Regions from separate parts of the Danio rerio genome. Here region 1 is linked to region 2. The links are chromatin contacts, called in public HiCAR-type maps. All regions are on one chromosome and are shown on one strand. The core of a region is the stretch at or near the end of the contact, and the rest is flanking DNA. Distances in the headings are between cores, read along the strand shown.

Region 1 (3,703 bases), core at 1,050-3,549, 270 kb before region 2:
ACGAGGACGCGATGGTGGAGAGCGGGAACGAGGACGCGAAGGTGGAGAGAGGGAACGAGGACGCGATACTGGAGAGCGGGAACGAGGCCGCGATGGTGAAGAACGGACCAAGCGGCCCGCAGGGAGCAGAGAGAGGAGCACACGCTGGGACCGCGACGATAGACTCGATCGATTGGGTCTGGCCGGCGAGGAACCCAATGAGAGACTCTCAGCAAATACCAACGAGCCCAGTGCAAACCCTACTAAAGAACTTGCTGAAGCCAAGCCAGATGTTCCAGCACCTTCTGCTGCAGCTACAGCAGACTCGGAAGCTTCAGAACCCATAGCAGAGAACAAATCTGAAGAACAAACACAAAAAGAGGAGTCGTAGAGGCTTCTTTACTCATTAAGACCACATGAGCTTCTTCTGTGTCAGTGCTAATCTTGAATACTGCTGGCTAAAAAGCAAAGTCCAACTGTTGTGGGACGCTTTATGCATATGAGGATTGCTTCGTCATCACAAACCAAGTTTTTCAAATTTGTGTTTTGGCAAACGTGGAGCGTTGCCTTGTGAATTTATTGTCCCACCTCAATGAAGCTTGAATGTTGTATTAAAACTGAAGATAAGGAAAAGAAACGATTAATTGTTTGCTGTACATATGCTAACATTACTCCAATAATGTTTGTAGATTTTGACTGGCTTTTTTTTTTTCCAATGATATCCCTGTTGAGTTTAATATTTGGAAACGCTGACTAAAATATGACATTAAGACCCTTTTGCTGTAATGTTTTTAACTTAATGTTTACAACATTCAAAAAAAAAAAAAAAAAAAACGACACAAGATGTTTTTATCATTTTTAAGTTTTTGGAGATAGGAACTCCAAATATTTCAGCGACAGGAGGTGGTTTTAATAAAATATTTTCATACCAAATGAATGAACTGGTTTATGCAACTTGTTTTTAACATTTATTCTAGTCGTGCATTTAAAACTAATCATGAATAAAAAAACTGAGCTTTTTCTGAGCTTTTAACTATATTTAACCAGTTTTATTATGATTTGTGGTAGTTATCATGTGACACTGTACCAAAACCATTTGTAATGGTTTGAATAGGATGTCTACAGTATATGTATATGAATAGGGCATGACTGTAGAATTTGAGGATGCATGTGACCAAATGCCAAGGTCAAAGTGACAAACATGGTTTTGATATATTCCTTTTTTAAAGAATAATACTATAGGACTGTGTAATTTGAGCCAAATAACTATATGTACTAACTATTCACTCAACTTCAAGTGGTTCAATCAATGTGTGAGCTTTTTGTCTGATGTAAAGCACATGAGTATAGATATTTTAAAGAATACTGGAAACTGGTAGCCTTATATATCCATAGTAGGGACCAATTACATAAAATTCAATGCCCACCGGTTTCTAACATTCTTCGAAGATCGTTAAACAGAAGAAATTCAAACAGGTTTGCAACAGGTGGAAGGTAAGTAAATGACAGAATCTTCATATTTGGGTGTCCTGTACCTTTGAATGTACCACATAGGTAGCCAAAATAATACATGTGATGTACATTCTTATTGAAACCACTTTATGATCAGAAATATTTATACTGTAACAAATAATGAGAAAGATATTGTTATAACTTCTTTTATTGTCTGAAAATCTAAGTTTAACTGGTTTAACTTTTACTCTTACTTTTTTTTTTCAAAGTGACTTGCATTGAGCAAGAAAAGGATGTTATTCAGAAACTTCATTCATTCATTTTTCTTCGGGGTAGTCCCTTTATTCATCAGGGGTGGCCACAATGGAACGAGACAGAAACTTATTCAGCATATTTTATTACTAAGCGGATGCTGTTTCAGTACTGGGAAACAACCAAACACACTCATTCACACATACACTATGGCCAATTTAGTTAATACAATTTACCTATAGTGCATGTCTTTGTCATGTAGGGGAAACCGAAGCAACCGGAGGAAAGCCACGCCAACACATGGAGTACATGCAAACTCTACATAGAAATGCCAACTAAGCTAGCTGTAACTCGAACCAGCAATCTTCATGCTGTGAGGCGACAGTGTTAACCATTAAGCCGCCGTGTCGTAAATGTAATTAAAATGGCAAGAAAAGTGACAAGAGTTTACTTTCAGTGTCAGTTTATATAACTAATAAAATAACTAAAGTAACTGGTTCCACAAGTTCATTCAAAACGATACCTTATGACACCGTGACACGCCAGACTTTGAACCAATCAGCATCCACCGCTCTTTTCTGCCTCCTCATTGGTCGATTCCGCTCACGTGCCTCCTCTTATCAAACACAGTCGGTTTCTTTCACTCTCTCACAACTTCTCAGTTTGCATAATCTACAGTCAGCATGGTGAACAAGGCCGTTTGTGTGCTTAAAGGCACCGGTGAAGTGACCGGCACCGTCTATTTCAATCAAGAGGTAAAAAATGTCTGTTTTGATCCATATTTGAAATGACGTTCATGTAGCAGGAGAGCAGCGCGCGCGTCGAGCTAGCATGAAACTACTACGCACTCCATGATCGAGATTGAAGACGTCTGTTGTCATATTTTTACGTATGCATGATGATAGAGTAGCATGCAATTGCACGGAATTTGCTGTGCGAATGCAATGCAAATATAAATGACCGAACATGTTTAAAAACACAATGTTGAGTTGTACATCCTATTACTAATATTTTGTGCAATGTCGCATCCCATAATAAACCGCTGAAAGCAGCTCAGAAATGACCTTTGATAAGATGGCAGGTCTACGCCCCCCCATGCACGCGCAAACTAATTAACGCATATGCTTCCTCAATAGCAGACGTTAACTTACATGCAAACCTTGAACCGCCATGCGTTTGAGTTTGATATTGAGACTTTGTAGCGTAGGTTGCCTGTAGGTTCTTGAGGTATTTACTTTATCGAAAGTCTTAAGAATTTACTACAAGGGGAAAGGTTTGCTGACTCATGCTCCTCTATCTCTGTTTGCAGTCATAATTTTGCCAAATAGGACAGAGATCACAGCACGCTTTAAATGCTGATAGAGCTTATTACTGTATTGGTGTGGCATCTGAATACACATTTACTTGCTGTTAAGCGCTATTTACTGTTTGTGTTAGTCCCAAATCTCGTTATATTGTTTTAATTTGTCTTTAGCCTTCCCTATAATAATTTAATGTTTAAATTGTGAAGTTCTTCTGTATTTTATCCAGCAGCGCTTCAAGTATCTGTTGAGGTAAAGTTAGTTGTATATTTGCATATTCAGTCTTTCTCCTTAATAATATAATTTCACCAAAGAAAATCAATTAAAATTCTAAATAGTAAATCATATAATCACTTTCAAAGTACAACATTGTTCACTATCAAACTATTTGTGCTAATGTTGTTTTAAAGTTAAACTTGCGTTCATACCAAATATTGAAAGTAAAAAAATATAAAAATATAGGGGGTATTTCATAAGTTTTCACTGAATGAATGTGCGGATGTAAAACCAACTTTACCTCAATCAAGTATTCAATATGTCATCGAGGCATGTTTTGATTTTTTAAATTTATTTTTTTTATTACTCAAATCTATTAAAACAAGTTTCATGATCTTTTCTTCCATATTTTAATGTATATCTGAGTAAAATGTCTGTAACGAGGACAAAGGTTGAAGAGTAAAAAATTTTTTTTTTTCCATGAATTGATTTGAATGTTGTGG
Region 2 (4,193 bases), core at 510-3,009:
TATTTATTTACAGTTGTTGGCTCTATAAAAAACGATATATTTCAAGTTTATTGGAAAGTATTAAAATAAATATTTCAAGTATGTAAAGATAAAGTTTTGCTTGCTCCGACTCTCTGATAGGTGGATATCATTATAGGTGGATTAATATAGTTTTTTTTGCATTAACTAAATTATTAAACACAGTTGCTTTAAAAAGAAGTAAATGTAGGCAGTTCAGACAATCAACTACTAAACTCATAAGAGCTCTCAACTGGTTTGTCATTCATTTTAAAACTTTTTAAAGGTTTCTCTAGGGAGAAAAAGAAAAAGTTTTTTATTTCCTGATGCATTCTATTTTTGGGATTCATTCATTTTACTTTGGCTTAGTCCTTTATTTATCAGGGGTTGCCACAGAGGAATGAACCGCCAACTTATCAAGCATGTTTTACGCAGCGGATGCCCTTTAAGACGCAATAACCCAGTACTGGGAAACGCCTATTTTTAGGCTATAATTGGAATCTCAAACAGAGATTCGTTAACTGTAATAGGCTAAAAGTCAGATTCAAGTGTGCCGCTCTGAAACTGACTATTGATAAAGAGGGGAACTGGAAAAGGGAAAATCCAGAATGGAACTACAATGAAGTCACACTTTCTTTGTAAAAGTAAATGTATGTCACTATTTTACTCATGTTCCAGCAAATCTCAAAGCTTGTTGTTTTTTTAACTGGCCAATTTTGTGTTACGTTGCATAATGTCATGTATTTCTTGTTAAATGAACTTCTAGTTATAAAGGGTGCCGAATCACAGTCGACCAGTTATTATTAAGGCGCTCGCATACTTGACCACGTCATACCTCTCACACTCGCTCAACGGGAAGTAAACGACTTAAAAAACAACAGAACCGCCTGGGGAAGAAATGCTGTTTGTATCACTCAGTAGGTACGTGTTCTTACCCACGGGAGCTCCTTATCTCAGCTGTGTACAGAGAATTTGACCTAGTCGAGTCATGAGAGTTTATGTGTGCGCGCGCGCGCTCTTGTGTGTGTGTGTGTGTGTGTGTGTGTGTGGCGCAAGACAGTGCGCGCTCTCTGCTGACTCATTGGGTTTTGCTGATAAAGGATGAGCAAGCATTTTGTCCGTCTGTTCCTTTCCACTTAACTCATCGACTTTTAAAGGAACTTGGGTACCAGTTGCCTCACAGTTGAGCTGACGTACTTTTGATAAACGGACACTTTTGAACTCGTTTCCCTAATAATTTGTCGAGTAAAACAACTGACGCGCCTTTGATGTAATGAAAATGAACATTACGGTTGTGTAACAAAACCTAGTGAGCTGTCTACCTAGACAGCATTTAAGGCATGTCAAGCGCGCGCTTTAAATGCTCGATCGAAACATCGGAACGCGGTTATTGTGTACAAAAATGCTGCCTAGGTAGCCTATGTTTTGTAACAGCATAGGTCCGACAAAAAAATCTACATTTGCATAAAAGCATATTATCGCTTACATAGTCGTGATTATTAGAACTCATATGCGTAAAGCATGTAACAAAACAAACCCGAAATTAACCCTTTCAGACACATAACATTAAAAAAGACCACTTAAACTTCTCTAAAGATCTCTATTTTCAATATATTTATGTCTCTCGACATATATTTCTTTAAAAAAAAAGCACAATCGTTCGTATGTAGCCTACTCACCTGTCATATCACCGGAGAGTAATAAGTTGGATTTGATACTACATACTAAACCCAGGCTGCTTAAAGCGCTCACTTGTAACTATGAAAACAAGGAGGCGCTTGTGCTTCGCTTGGGTGTCATGTGACTTATGGCCAAAAATTGTTTTTATCCCGCCTTCTCAAGCGCTGACCTCCTTTCATTGGCTGTCTCTATCCCGTCAGTCATTTACATCATGACTTTCTTGTATTTCCACAGACCGCCTTGGTTTTCACTGTACAGGCAGAGACATACATAATTTAACCTCTTCAGGCCTAGATTAGTCTTTACAGACAACCTTTGTGTATAAAAGAAGCCAAAATGACCTCTGAAATGTTATTAACTGTGTATTACCTAGAACAAGGCTGTCCGAACGGTCCTGTCCTGAAGAGTTTAGCTCCAAACACACCTGAACCAGCTAATCAACCGCTTACTAGATACACTAAAACTTCCTTTCAGGTATGTTGAAGCAAGTTGGAGCTAAAATCAGAAGGATCAAGTTTGGACACCCCTGATCTAGAATATTGTGCATTTGAACAACTTTAAAAAACTTGGATGTATAAACAATCGATGGTAAAATCAATTCTTATATAGGCTAGTATATATTCATATTTAAATTAATATATAAAATATTGTTTAAAGTAATTTATTCACTGTCATAATTTCTTAGAAAATGTATATTTTATTATAATTACAAAAGTAGGTTATTCTAATAAATAAATAAACATATTTATTGTGTAACTATTTCCTGGTATAATGTTATGGTTATACACAGCATTATATGAAAGTGATGGGTGTAAACACAGTAGTATACAATCTCAAATATCCTGTCAGATTCTCAAAACTGTTTTGAAAAATGAAAAATAAACAAATGCTTTTACATTTTGACATATAGAGTCATTCATCTTTCTAACAAAGAAATAGAAACCTGCCCATAGCCAAACAAACTAAAAATCTAAATCTGGAGGAAGCAAAACACTGCTGCTAAACTGGTTTTGCGATCATAAACTGCCGGCATCTCGGCTTGTGTGGGATGGAGGTGTCAGCCATTGATAGTTTTGAAGGGTTTCACAATCCTAAAATGAGCAGATCACATTTCGAAAGCCAAGTTCCCTTTTACTGAGTGACTAAACAATGGTGTGTAGTCATAGGTCTATCATCACCTTGCTTGAACTTAGATAGCTGGACAGAGGTTTAATTCCTTTTTAATGCAACTGACAGACAGTAACATCTCTCGCTGAGGACCGCTCCTTCACAGCAGAGCATTTTACATGATATAACACAGACACAGCTCCATCTGTACAAGCACATTTGTCAACAAACACACCCTTTAAACACACACAAAGAACAAGCTGTATATACTGTATTCAGAATACCAATACTGTATATCAGACTGAGGCGACACCTCAGATCAAGTTGGGCTCTGAAACGACCCACGTTAGCTTAAATATACATTTATTAAGTGTTTCAGTTTAAGCGCACTGATTCAAGATCAGTTTTGTTGTTGTTGTTGTTGTTTCAGTACACTGAAGGAAAGCCATGAGGTGACAGATCTTTTCATCAATGTCAAGAGTCACGAGGAGCCCTGCCTCTTCTGACTGATCACTCGGAGCGTCTCGAGCTGCTGCGCTCGTTCACTGTGCACCGTTATCAAGTTCTGGTTCTCTTCTGTGAGTATCCGATATTCCTCTTCATATCGTGCAAACTCCATTGATGCCTTTTCATCCTCTAGCAGCTCCGCCATGAGCTCTTTTCTGAGGAATGGAGGAGAAAACGTGTTATACATGATCATACCTCACTTTTTTATGACTATCCTGCTGAAAAAAAAAACAATAGGAAGCATTACAGATTTCCTAGAGCAGTGGTTCTCAAACTTTTTTTCATCAAGTACCACCTCAGGAAAAAATTGTCTCTCCAAGTACCACCAAAATGAGCAGTATTGAAATACAGTCGCATAGTAGGCCCAGTAAAACAGCTAGAACTTAGCACAGTTAAAAATTGTGGCAGATTACCTCAGAAATATAGGCTATGTCATATATGGCATATTATATACATCATTTTTGATAAATTGTGAAATGTGTGTAGCATGTACATGACATATTTAATTTCTCTGCGTACCACTAGAAGGAAGCCTGCGTACCACTAGTGGTACACGTACCACAGTTTGAGAACCACTGTCCTAGAGCATGGGTCTCAAACTGGATTCCTGGAGGCCCACAGCTCTGCACAGTTTTGCTCCAACCCTAATCAAACACAGCTGATTCAACTAGTCAAGGTGTTCAAGACTACTAGAGACTATTAAGCAGGAGTGAGTTGGAGGTGGTTGGAGCTAAACTATGTAGAGCTGCGGCCCTCCACTTGTTCTAAAGGTTTCCACTACAAATACCATTAAAAATAATACAAACCATCAAATTTTAACCATCACAACCAATACATTTTATAGCTTTCTAACGTGTCTTGGGACATATTCAATTAGGATTCAAATTGAAGACCATTACAGT

What was found. HiCAR-type assays count read pairs that join an accessible place to other places.
Region 1: a contact with region 2 is called in a HiCAR-type map of caudal fin, with 4 times the contacts expected there. The contact joins the promoter of sod1 here to the promoter of bach1b in region 2. A contact is called at or near these places in 3 of 18 Hi-C or Micro-C datasets (caudal fin, embryo and hematopoietic stem cells) and 2 of 4 datasets of contacts at active chromatin or transcription factors (caudal fin and embryo).

The regions. Positions count from the first base shown.
Region 1 is chr10:30,636,069-30,639,771 of GRCz12tu, reverse strand. sod1 (superoxide dismutase 1, soluble) reads left to right here and starts at 2,299. Exons shown (of 5, transcript NM_131294.1): 1 at 2,299-2,438. The coding sequence starts at 2,367. It overlaps scaf4a (SR-related CTD-associated factor 4a), which reads left to right. Exons shown (of 20, transcript XM_690795.9): 20 at 1-916. The coding sequence ends at 370.
Region 2 is chr10:30,361,932-30,366,124 of GRCz12tu, reverse strand. bach1b (BTB and CNC homology 1, basic leucine zipper transcription factor 1 b) reads right to left here and starts at 1,759. Exons shown (of 5, transcript NM_001384147.1): 1 at 1,677-1,759. map3k7cl (map3k7 C-terminal like) reads right to left here. Exons shown (of 7, transcript XM_073914786.1): 7 at 2,882-3,446. The coding sequence ends at 3,266. It overlaps LOC141376380 (a long non-coding RNA gene), which reads left to right and starts at 840. Exons shown (of 6, transcript XR_012386345.1): 1 at 840-918; 2 at 3,215-3,362.